Regions from separate parts of the Mus musculus genome. Here regions 1 and 3 are each linked to region 2. A link is a contact called in public HiChIP or PLAC-seq and capture Hi-C data. All regions are on one chromosome and are shown on one strand. Each heading gives the region's core, a stretch centred on a gene start, on an enhancer-like site or on the middle of the called end of the contact. The rest is flanking DNA. Distances are from core to core; before and after follow the strand shown.

What was found. HiChIP or PLAC-seq counts read pairs in DNA pulled down with a chosen protein or histone mark. Capture Hi-C pulls out chosen DNA fragments and counts their contacts.
Region 1: a contact with region 2 is called in a capture Hi-C map of embryonic stem cells, with 4 times the contacts expected there. The contact joins two enhancer-like sites. A contact is called at or near these places in 2 of 15 datasets of contacts at CTCF or cohesin (the NIH/3T3 cell line and stem cell-derived epiblast-like cells), 4 of 484 Hi-C or Micro-C datasets (bone marrow-derived macrophages and embryonic stem cells), 16 of 115 datasets of contacts at active chromatin or transcription factors (astrocytes, bone marrow-derived macrophages, craniofacial prominence and 7 more) and 1 of 9 other capture datasets (embryonic stem cells).
Region 3: a contact with region 2 is called in an H3K27ac HiChIP or PLAC-seq map of embryonic stem cells, with 13 read pairs. The contact joins two enhancer-like sites. A contact is called at or near these places in 3 of 484 Hi-C or Micro-C datasets (all in embryonic stem cells), 9 of 115 datasets of contacts at active chromatin or transcription factors (differentiating embryonic stem cells, embryonic stem cells, epiblast stem cells and 2 more) and 1 of 9 other capture datasets (embryonic stem cells).

The regions. Positions count from the first base shown.
Region 1 is chr17:70,736,905-70,741,070 of GRCm38.p6, reverse strand. The region is part of intron 6 of Dlgap1 (DLG associated protein 1); the gene reads right to left. Among named protein-coding and RNA genes, the nearest start is that of Gm36746, 21 kb to the right of the region's middle. Within about 2 kb of position 2,745, at least 213 of the 459 cell types and tissues checked have an H3K27ac peak or open chromatin away from gene starts, as enhancers often do. A contact at or near this core is called in differentiating embryonic stem cells, embryonic stem cells and stem cell-derived epiblast-like cells, where this site is marked.
Region 2 is chr17:70,913,792-70,917,725 of GRCm38.p6, reverse strand. The region is part of intron 1 of Gm26510 (a long non-coding RNA gene); the gene reads left to right. All of the region lies in intron 1 of Gm52315 (a long non-coding RNA gene), which reads right to left. Among named protein-coding and RNA genes, the nearest start is that of Gm52315, 3.8 kb to the right of the region's middle. Within about 2 kb of position 1,450, at least 47 of the 459 cell types and tissues checked have an H3K27ac peak or open chromatin away from gene starts, as enhancers often do. A contact at or near this core is called in differentiating embryonic stem cells, embryonic stem cells and stem cell-derived epiblast-like cells, where this site is marked.
Region 3 is chr17:70,778,200-70,782,235 of GRCm38.p6, reverse strand. All of the region lies in intron 8 of Dlgap1 (DLG associated protein 1), which reads right to left. The region is part of intron 3 of Gm41609 (predicted gene, 41609); the gene reads left to right. Among named protein-coding and RNA genes, the nearest start is that of Gm41609, 26 kb to the left of the region's middle. Within about 2 kb of position 2,550, at least 46 of the 459 cell types and tissues checked have an H3K27ac peak or open chromatin away from gene starts, as enhancers often do. A contact at or near this core is called in differentiating embryonic stem cells and embryonic stem cells, where this site is marked.

The DNA.
Region 1 (4,166 bases), core at 1,496-3,995, 180 kb after region 2:
TCCAGTATCTTTTTTTAAAAAAAAAAAACGCTATACATAACATGAGGCTTACAACATTAGCCATTTGGAATTGTGCAGGTCAGTTATGTCTTAAGTACATCTACACTGTCGTTCATCCATCACTATCTCTTTCCAGAACTTTCTTCATTGGAAAACCAAAATTGTGTATCTATTAACACGACTTAGGCTTAGGATGTAGCTCAGTAGTAGAGTCAGTCTGTGAGGCCTTGGATTCAGTCCCCAGCATAAATCAACAGGTAGATGAACCTTTCCTCATTTTTCTTCTCTTCAGTCCCTGACAATGACTATTCTCCTCTGGTCTATGCATTTGGTTACTCTAGGTTCTTCACATACACAGAATCATATCGTGTTGATACAGGGGAAATTGGGGACCCCACTTGGGGGTTCTTAGTCTCATTAATAAAAGAATTTAAGAATGGATTCAGCCAGGCGGTGGTCGCGCACGCCTTTAATCCCAGCACTTGGGAGGCTAAGGCAGGCAGATTTCTGAGTTCGAGGCCAGCTTGGTCTACAGAGTGAGTTCCAGGACAGCCAGGGCTATACAGAGAAACCCTGTCTCGACAAAAACAAAAACAAAAACAAAAACAAAAACAAAAAAACCCAAAAAGCAAAGAGAGAGAGAGAGAGAGAGAAGAGGTAGAATTTCCCAAATAATTCAGAAGGGTTACAAGCTATAAGCCTGAGATGCTGCAGCCCTGTGGCCAGCAAGCTACTGCCCTAGGGGTGGGGACTCTGGAGAGAAAAGCACAGCATCTTATTAAAGGACTAATTATTCGACCTCTCTCTCTAGCGTGGTTTAAGGTGAGGCTGCTTTCCTAGGGATGCTCCTTTGGCCCAGTGAAGGATCTGGCCCAGTTGGAAGGTTGGATTATTACGCAGTCTATAGATTCTATTCCCTTTACAAAGATTTTTTTTTTTTTTTTTTTTTTTTACTGTAACATTATCTGTCCCCTTCTGTGACTGGATTACTTTAGTTACACCCACTTGTCCATCTATCCATCCATCCATCTGTATATCTATATACATACACAAGTACACATGTGCACAAATATAGGCTAATAATAAATACACATCATATCTACAGATTCATCGATATAAATTAAGTATGTTTATATATGGTCAGGCAGAAGGGATACATTCACTCTCGACTTTTCCCTCTCCCTGTTGCCTGCAGCAACCCTTCCCTGGCTGGTTGGAAATATTACACACCCACTTTTTCTTTTAAAGAATTATTTATTTATTTTATGTATATGAGTACACTGTCGCTGTCCTCAGACACCCCAGAAGAGGGCATTGGATCCCATGACAGATGGTTGTGAGCCATCGTGTGGTTTCTGGGAATTGAACTCAGGACCTCTGGAAGAGCAGTCAGTGCTGCTCTTAACCGCTGAGCCATCTCTCCAGCCCACACACTCACTTCCAGCACACACATGAGGTCATTCCTCCAGCCCAGCTTGAATCACACAGACACTGATTAGAATGTTGGCACTAACTAGCTGCATCAAGTCAGCTGGGTAATCAGAGGCGCATGGGCTCTCAACTGCCCGATGTCAGTGTTGAAGGTGCTGCCCTGATGGAATCTTGAGGTTTAAACAAAGACCGTGTACAGGAAAGGCTAACACCACATAAGAAGCCACAGTTACGAGTCTTCTTGTTTATATCTGCTGACATCAGTCCTTATTTCCCAAGCTTTGTTTGCATTCATGATCCCTATAGATGCATACTTTCATATACATAAGGAACCTCTCTCTCTCTCTCTTCCCCTCCCTTTATCTTTTCTGTGATGCTGAGCTCCGAAAACCTTGCACATGCTGGGCAAATGCTCTACTACGGAGGAGTCACACCTCCCAACCCTAGAGACTCTTCTGTTCACACATCCATGAAGAAACTCAGTATTTTTTTGTTTTGTTTTTGTTTTTTTGAGACAGGGTTTCTCTTTGTAGCCCTGGCTGTCCTGGAACTCACTCTGTAGACCAGGCTGGCCTTGCCTGCCTCTGCTGGGAGCGCCACCACGCCCGGCGAAGAAACTCAGTATTAGCAGCACCTAAAATACATCAGGGCTGGCAATGCAGTCTATATGCTTGCTTAGCATGCGAAAGGCCCCGGTCTCCATTCTATCACGTGAAGAAAAATAGGGTTGAGGTGGCTTCCACCTTCTGCAGCTTTCTCAGTAAGGTGGGGTGGCGCTGGACCCGACTGAGTGATGGATGGGTCTCCTCACTGCTTCCAATCCTCTGACGACCCTTGGGTGGTACCTTTCCTCTCTCCACCCCAGCTGGGCCTCCACATCACCCTGACAGCTGCTGCTGCCACATTCCAGGGCTCCAGCAGCGGAAGTAAGGCAGGCTGAGCAGTCTTTCTGGGTGAGTGACAGGGTTTGAAATGAGATTAACCGAATGCCAGGGTTGGGGAAAACAGCTTTTCCCTGAGTCACCTCTGTCCCACCTTCCTCATGACACACAACTGTTGGTCTGAGTGGTAGGGCGTCAGCTTTGGGCCGCGAGACAGTGGGCTCTTGTGCTATGCGAGCCAGCCTATACCGGCTGTGAGTCCTTGACTCGGGGTGGGGATGGGGGGTGGGGGGTGGTTCAGCCTGGCATGTGTATCTTTATACGAGTCACTCGGCTTCTCTGCCCCCTAGTGGCGGACGAGGGTCACTCCAGCTTCCCTGTTGCTGTTGCAGGGTTTTTCCTCAACCACCACGTGACAAGGACAGCATTCCAGGAAACCGGAAGGGCTGGGCTGGCCTCTGGGATTTCAAAGTTGACTGCTCTGCCCACCTGGCAGGTTCTATCCTGCTGCGTCATATTTCCTGAGCTATAAGGCCATTTTTGCAGGATACTCACCATCCACCTCTCACGGGCTACCTCCTCTGTTCTACAAGCCCATCCATTTTTCCCTGAAGAACTTTTACGCCTTAGGCGTCATCTCATCCACAGTTAGAGATCAGAGGGGACTAACAGGTATAAAGGAGTTTTCCTGCACGTTTCCGATTCCTCTAACTCAGTGGTTCCCAACATGTGTGTCGAGATCCCTTTGGGGTTAGAATAAGAAGTAGGAAAACAGATGTTTACATCATGATTCATCACAGTAGCAAATTCACAGTTACAAAGTAGCAACAGAAATAATCTTTGGGTTGGGAGCCACAGCAACACGAGGAACTGTTTTAAAGGGTGGACGCTTTACGAAGATTGAGGGTCACTACCTTAACTAGAGGGAGAGATGGGTCACCTCACCCCAGGTTACCTCAGGAGAAAAAGAATTCAACTACTAAGAAACATAAATTCCCTCCCACACATGTAGCTTTCCCCGCACCCCGTGCCCCCTTCCTGTTCTAAAAGCCAAAACAAATGGTCCTCGGGGATGCTCACAGAAGGAAACTCCACCTACCACTCACAGCACAAAAGGGAAAACCAGCCAGGAGCCTCTGGCTGTGAAGTGTGGGCAAAGCGCCTCTGCTCCCCCTGCTGAGACCATGAGGTAATGTCTGTGGGAAGTCCCAGTTCTCATCCCTGTCTCCCGAGCAGAGAGCTCCATACCCTGCTGCTTAGTTGTACAGCACCCCATTATCACATGCTCATCCAATTTATGACTACTAACGTCTCTTCAGGCTGGGCATCATAGCTCCTGCCTGTAATATCACCATTTAAGAAGCTGAGCAGGAGGATCAAAATAAGTTCATGGTTATATAGTGTGTTCTGAGCCTGTCTGTTCTCTCTCTCTCTAATATACATATATATGTATATATATAAACACACATATGTATAAACATATATTGTACAAGGAGCTACCATGCTCCACCAATTTGCTCTTGTGCAGCTGAGTGGCGTTTTCTTTTGCAGTGTCTACCATTGGTTGGTGGGTATGTGCTTGTGAGTGTGTTGGGTGGAGTGGCTGGGGAATGGTGGAAAGAAGTGGTGTTCCAGCTGAGGCACTTGGCCCAGGTGACGCTCACTGCTTCCTGTGCGCCAGCTTCTTCAGGACAGCGACCTTCAACGATCTGCTCTCTGCTCCACGGAGAAGCAAAGCCTCCAAGTCAGTCATTGCCGACAGAGACAAACTGTGTTCCAGGCGATTAGGTTTGGTTAAGCCTTCGCAGTAGAAAGTGTCTGGCTTTAAGCTCGTTATGGTAGAGGCTTCTAATA
Region 2 (3,934 bases), core at 201-2,700:
CAGTTGGCTCTGTTATGATAATTTTACTCCCTCTGTGCCTTTAAAACTGGTCTCGTGAGATAAATACCAGGACAGAAAGGACTCTGTACTGCATTCGCCAGGATGTTACCAGATAAATGACTGTGGCATTTGCCTGTTCCATGAGGGATGTGTTACCAAATGATCTCAGATTTGGAGAATTTGTGATAATGCCTGACAGCCACCATGCTCTTGAATAAACACGAAGGAATTCCCTTTCATCTTCCCTTCAAGCCAGTCACTGGACTTCTCCAGCGCACAGCCCTGCAAGGCGGGCTGGGAAATCTGGAACTTGTTTGCTCATCTCTGTCTTCTTTCTGAGTTCTGTGTGCGGTGACCACATCTGCGAGTTCTTTCAGGGTGTTGGGGTGCCATTAATCTAAGTCGGCAGCCGGCCTTGCTCTCATCGTCCACAGGACACTCCCTTTCCATCTGCTTCGGAGAGACAAAGCCTCCATCTTCCACGCTCTCTTAGCACAGTCATTACACACTTTATTTACACCGACTTTTTTGTTGTTTTTCCTGGGTCTATCAGGGAAAAAGTAATATTTACTACTACTACATATATCCTTTAATCTATAGAATTCCATCAGTAGCTATAGCAAAAAATCAAAATATACTGTCCAGAGCTAAAACGATTCCTCTATTAGCTGAAGGATCCATGAACATAATACAGCACTTTGCATTACCATAAATACTCTAAGGAGTTCTACATAGTTTTTAAAAACCTGTTCCTTTGAGTTTTCAGTTTTAATCTGGAATCTTTGTCATGTGTTGCACTGTTTCCACAAATATCACATACTAAATCACGGCCATGTCATCTCCATTAAATGAAAGGACATCTCTCTTTCCCTCCACATTCTTCCTTTCAAGTGCACAGATCTGCGTACTGCCTGGACTCTACTCAGGGACTCGCTCATCCGCTCCCTTAGACACTAGGCAAAGTCTGTAAAATGTCACCCGCTGACTCTGGCAGGACTGAACCAATAGAAACCAATCCTGGTCATTCCAGTCCTTCATGTTGGTGCTAGTTTGAGGGCTACTGCATGCAAGCAAGGTCTCAATCCCATGGTTGCATCGCTTCCAGGAAGGACAGGGGAGGGCCTTCCTAAGACGGCTCAAAGGGTTTAGTTAGTGAATTAGGATCGAAAGGCCATCTGCATAGGAAAGACGTGGCTAACTAATCCTGTTTGTAGACGACACGATTTTATAAAGAGGGAAATCTAACGCCATCCCCCTTTTGTGAATTGTGTGGTTTGGGTTCTGGAAACCTGGTTGGGAGCACTGGCAACGAAGAAAGGACAGACACACAGACACATGGACAGAGAAACCGATGAACCAGCTGCAGGTGCAGCACAGAAGGGGGTGAGCTAGTCTTCACAGGAGGTCTCCCAAGCAGCAGTCTCTCTCAGGCTGTAAATACCCTGGAGAAGGAAGCTGTGGTTGGGTAGTTTTTGCACACACTGTTCACCCGTTAGCAAACACCAACACTTGCACACACTGACGACATTCACACTCAGACAACAGGAAGGTTTTACCAGCCCTTGGAGCCCCACTAGTGTAGTGGGGTGGAGGGAAGTGTGTCCTTTCCCATGGAGCTGAGGTCCTTGACATGGCCTCACCTGTGGCTACAATACACCTTAGCTCGAGGCTTCGTCTGCTCTCCTCATTCATGGCTTCCTCGGCTCGCCCTTCCCAAAACAAAACAAAACCCCCAAATAATAATCATTAATCTGTTTGAAGACAAATCTTTGGCATGTATATAAGTTTGCCATCTCAGTATTAAACTCGAAAGCAAGTGTGGAGAGTAGAAACCATAAAAGAAGCTGGAACCTTCCAATTTTGTAAGATAGGATATTCTCTCATAGAACAGCAGCTATAGGATGGAGCCTAATTTCCTGAGTTGATCAAAAAGTTTGAATCAAGTAAATATAAACTCCGAAGCCAACAGAAACGTAGGCAGTTTACCTCACACACAAGACAAAACTCAGATGGCGAGCTGGGCCTCTCCTGCTTACTTGCAGCTTGAAGGGAAAGTCACTGCAGGGCACAGAAGAGGGTGTGGCCGAGAGTCATGGAAAAGGAACAGCTAGCTACCTTGCTTCCACAGGGCAGGGAGGGTCGCTGCTTTTAAAACTGCAAAGCCATTGTGGCTAAGCTGGAGTCATATCTGTTGAGGCTTCCTGGCGTTGCTGCTGAGCCATCTTCCCCAGATGAACAAAAGGACCTATCTTAATCCATTTGAGCTGTTGTGACAAATTCACAAACAACAGAAATGTGTTCCTGTGATCCTAGGGTCTAAAATCAAGGTGCCAATAAAGTCAGTGTCTGGTGAGGGTGCCTCTTATTCTCTCTGATTCCATTCCTGGGTTCTTCTCCAACCTCATCAGCCAAGTCACCACTTTTTTTTTTTTAAAGATTTATTTATTTATTTATTTATTTAATGTATATGAGTACACTGTAGCTCTACAGATGGTTGTGAGCCATCATGTGGTTGCTGGGAATTGAATTTAGGACCTCTGCTCGCTCTGGTTGGCCCCACTTGCTCCGGCCCAAAGATTTTTTTTTTTCTTTTTTATTAGATATTTTCCTTATTTACATTTCAAATGTTATCCCCTTTCCTAGTTTTCCCTCCGTAAATCCCCTATCCACTCCCCCCTCGCCCTGCTCCCCGACCCACCCACTCCCATTCCTGGCCCTGGCATTCCCCTATACTGGGGCATAGAACCTTCACAGGGACCTAGGGCCTCTTCTCCCATTGATGACCAACTAGGCCATCCTCTGCTACATATGCAGCTAGGGCCACGAGTCCCTCCATGTGTTTTCTTTGGTTGGTGGTTTAGTCCCAGGGAGCTCGGGGGTACTGGATAGTTCATATTGTTGTTCCTCCTATGGGGCTGAAACCCCCTTCAGCTCCTTGGGTACTTTCTCTAGCTCCTTCATTGGGGACCCTGTGCCCTGTCCAATAGATGACTGTGAGCATCCACTTCTGTATTTGCCAGGCACTGGCACAGCCTCTCAGGAGACAGCTATATCAGGGTCCTGTCAGCAAAATCTTGTTGACATCTGCCATAGTGTCTGGGTTTGGTGGTTGTTTATGGGATGGATCCCCAGGTGAGGCAGTTTTGTAACTCCTTCCATGGGTATTTTGTTTCCCCTTTTAAGAAGGATCGAAGTATCCACACTTTGGTCTTCCATCTTCTTCAGTTTCATGTGTTTTGCAAATTGTATCTTAGGTATTCTGAGCTTCTGGGCTAATATCCACTTACCAGTGAGTGCATATCATGTGTGTTCTTTTGTGATTGGGTTACCTCACTCAGGATGATAAATCAGTACACTGTAGCTGTCTTCAGACACACCACAAGAGGGCGTCAGATATCACTACTGATGGTTGTGAGCAACCATGTGGTTGCTGGGATTTGAACTCAGGACCTTCGGAAGAGCAGTCAATGTTCTTAACCACTGAGCCATCTCTCCAGCCCCAGGTTCTCACTTCTTAATATGAATGAATGAAGATGGGTTTCAGTAGGTGAATTTGGGGGAAGACAGCAGAAAGTGATGTCTAAGTGTATAAAGTAGTCAGTGTTATATAAATATCAAATCTGGTTTTGATTATATCTGTGGTTATCACTGTGAGGAGCTGGAGAGTGGGTTTTATACAGAAATCAACCAAACTGGTTTGAAACTTGTGTGTATTTAATATCGATTTCAAGCACAAGGCTGGGGTTGGATAGATGCTCAGTGGTTTGGAGCACTTGTTATTCTTACAGAGGACCTAGGCTTGACTCCTAGCATGTATGTGATTCCCAGACATCTGTCACAGCAGTTCTAAGACAACCAGGCACACATGGAGTATACATACATACAACATATATACATACATACATACATACATACATAGTAAAGTAAATAAGTG
Region 3 (4,036 bases), core at 1,301-3,800, 140 kb after region 2:
TGTGTGGGGGGGGGGGAGTGGGGTAAGTTGTGCAAGTTTGAAAGTCATGTGTGTGGTATGCAAGTTTGAAAGTCATGTTCAGAAGTCTCTTTGGTTTAACAAGAGAGGCAGGAAAATTCTAGTAAAATGTCCCACTCACTTCTTGGCTGTTTCTCTGTTCCTTCAACTTTGTCCCTAAATGCTAAATGCCCCTTCCTGACGTTAAGCTTTCTCTTCAGCTGCCCGTGTGTGACTTGGACAGTGTTCACATCACCACGGCTGACATTTTGGCTGTTCTACTAACACACAAAAAAATCACAACTGCAGAAATATTTAGTCTTCTCTCCCCAAAGATCTCTGATTGCCAGGGGATTGAATTTCCAAATATACTAGTCCGCTTGTGTTCCAGCAGAGCACACTCGCCAGGGAAGGAATCTGCTCCATAGAGAGAAGAGTGGCCCACTTTCCTCTCTGTTTCAGCCACAGAAAACTGTCCTACCAGCATTCTTGAGAGCCATCTCCCTCCCGGCTGTGGATCCGGTAATGGATCCACCTTCTTAAGAAAAATTACTTGGCACTAGATTAATAGACGTTTGCAGTTTAGCCACCCATAAAGAAATAAAAGTTAAGCAAAATGAAAACTGTTGGGGATTAAAGGCGGCGCCTTTGAACTGCAGGGGGGGGACGACGACGACGACACGCACAAGCTGTACTTCCTACCCCTTCAGTCCCATAAGCAAAGGCTTTCTTACTTACACTCAGAACTTTCAAAGGCTGTTCTGCACCACAAAACTGCCCTGTCTCTTTCAAGTGCAGAGTCCCTTGTGGGCAGAGGGCGTGATCAAGTTGTGATTGTTTTAAATTGCTGATAGGGACACAGGAAAGGGGTCACCAAGATTAAACTCTGTGAAGGGGGTAATCCTGAAAGCTGAGCCTGATCTCATAGCTTGCAAACCCCCCCCCCCCCACTTCCCAGTCTTGATGCTCTCCCTGCACGCCCTGCAGGCCCAGTGTGTAATGATTACACTTCTGAACAAGGCCTAGGATGCAGAAAGCCAGCGAAGAGAGACTGGATTAACCAGTGCAGAGGACAATGCCCTGTGTGTTCTGAAGACTGAGTGACAAGCTGCTGACTAGCAGGCAGGGATGGGGCCCTTGTGCCTGTGAAACAAGTGGGTGTTTCTGATGAAAAGACTTTCTACAGTGTTGCCACAATGTTTCTATGTGTAACAGTTTTCAAATGCTCTTACAGGTTCTTGCGCAGAAAGGGGGTGGGGGGCGACACAAAGGAGCAACAGCTAAGCATCGCCATCTTCAGTGTGGTGTGGTGTGGTGTGGTGTGGTGTGTGTGTGAAGGCTGGAGAGTTTGAATCCAGGCCTAAGCAGGAACTAGGTAAGTGCTCACCTACAGCGCTACCTTTCTATGCTGACATTTGTTTGCTGTCTGGACCTGCCTGGCGGTCCAGTGACGTTCAAGCCAAGTGGACATTTTAGGGAGGCAAATTCAGTCATACCAGGGCAGAGGTCGTCCGCCCGCCCCCCCCCCCCCCCCCAGTTTCTGGTCATCCTCTTTAGTCCTTTGCTTCCATAGCACTTGTCTTTCAGAACTAAGTCTGGCGACTAAGTTGAGAATGTGACTCTTAGGCCGTTCTTTCTTCTTAGGGGCTTTTGCACCAAGCTCCTGTCAAGGTTCTTGTGGGATCTGAAAATGTATTCCCCTCTGCCACAGCAGTCTTGGTGATTTGTGAGCTGGCAGCATTTCTGATAAAGACCCAACATAACTCATTATACAAAGTAAAGTACAAAAGAAAGGGGCAGGAGACTGAGGTCAAGCCTCCCTGAAAAATGTACTCTTTCCAGTCAGAGCTTCCAAGTGAAGAGTGGGTGCAAGAGACCAACCTAGGCCCTCTACAGGAGCTCATGGTCTTAACTGCTGAGCTAGTACTTCAGTCTCACTGACATATTTTAGCACAGCTTTGCTTAAGTGAAAGTCATAGTCTCTTTGCTTTCTGAGAACTAAATGATCTTTAAAAAACAAAATATACATGCAAAGAGGAAGAAATGGAAAGAGAGAAAATAGAAGGGAGAGAAGAAAGGAAGAGAGGCAGAGAGGAGGGGAAAAGGAAAAGGAAGGGGTGGGCGGGGGGCGGGGGGGGCTCTCTGTAGAATTAAGGGCCATACATTTGAGGTCAGCTTGGATTTAGGCTGGACTTCAGGCTTTTGAAATTTGAAACCTGTGAAGGGCGCGCCTTTAAAACTCAGGTGCTAGGAACGATCTGATTAGGTTACATCATTGTTAAGCAAAGGAAAGAGAACCGAGAAGGGTGGGTGCTGGTTGTTTGGTTGTTTAAGGAGATGGTATGGAGTGTGTTGAACCCAGAATTTCTAGGAGGGCAAAGCAGGGATTGTAGCCTTAGACTTAAAGTGGCTGTTTCTCGGGCCTCTGTTTCTCAGGCCCCTCTCTTGCTTTTTACTTTTTGTTTTAGTATCTCGTTTAGCTGAGATCACTAAGCGCTCAAATATTTACACCTGTGTAAATATGAAGTCACTTGTGATCAAAGGAGGAATCTCTTATAGTGGCTGTCATTGTGGTCAAAGAGAACGGTGGTGTGGCTTCTCTAGAGCTTGTTCGGCCCAGTCATGAGCCTGCTGTGAGCTCTTTCTTTTATTCTGAAAAATAGGGACTTGGGGCTGGTGAGGTGGCTCACTTGATGACCTAAGTTGGATCCCTGGGAACCATACAGTGCAGAGAACCAACTGATTCCTGTAAGTTTTTAATGCCAAGATATCTTTTTGTATGTTTGTTTATAGTCAGCAAACTCTTACGGTCTAAGTACCAAGCACAATGGGAGGGCTGCAGTAGGAGAAGGGGCAGGGGCTCTCTAAGTGGCAAGTGAAACAGAGCAGGGGAGTTTTTTGTTTGTTTGTTTGTTTTGTAAGTCAAAGTGTCTCTGTGTCAATTCTCTTTCCACAAACATATAGGAAAAGATTCTGACTTTCTTTTCCGTTGAGTGCTCACAGGTCTGAATTCACACAGCATTCACTGTGAAACAAGGCTCATGGTCTGACTAGCACAAGTACTGGAGGAAGTACTTGTGCAGTGAGAAAAACTCTGGGAAGCAGGGCCGTGGCTGGGGAGCTTGGTCACTGGGGCTACTGAAGGTAATTGCTATTCCTTATTCCTCTGATTCTTGTCGGCCTCAGGTGAAGAACTGTATCACGTGTTTCCAGTCCAGTGATGCTCTGCCCAAGCACATGGGACCAAGCAGCCATGAACTGATTCTCCTGAAACCATAAAACAAATCTTTGCTACTTGAAGCCAATCTCTGAGATATTTTGATCAAAGCAACATAAATAAGCAGGCAGACTTAAGTCATACAGAAAATTGGTTTCATGTACTTACATATAATAAATAAACAAATCTTTAAAAAAGGGGGGGGCTAGAGAGATGGCTCAGTGGTTAAGAGCACTGACTGCTCTTCCGAAGGTCCTGAGTTCAAATCCCAGCAACCACATGATGGCTCACAACCATCCATAACAAGATATGACTTCCTCTTCTGGTGTGTCTAAAGACAGCTACAGTGTACTTACATATAATAAACAAATCTTTAAAAAAAAAGAAAGAAAATTGGTTTCAGACGTGGGGTTACTGCTATGACTAAAATCTAACCATGTAGTTTTTTGTTTTTTGTGTTTTTTTACCATGTAGTTCTTAAACCTTTTTTTTTTTAAAGATTTATTTATTGTTATATATAAGTACACTGTAGCTGTCTTCAGACACACCAGAAGAGGGCATCAGATCTCATTATGGGGTTGTGAGCCACCATGTGGTTGCTGGGATTTGAACTCAGGACCTTCAGAAGAGCAGTCAGTGCTCTTAACCGCTGAGCCATCTCGTCAGCCCCAGTTCTTAAACCTTTGAAACTAACTGGTGTGAAGGAGGAATTTGAAAGAGTGTGGATTTGCAGCCTAGAGATTACCAGGAGTAGAGTCAAACTGGCAATTCTGGTAAAAATTCAGAAGACCGGAGTGTTGACAGAAATGTAAAGTTAAGATT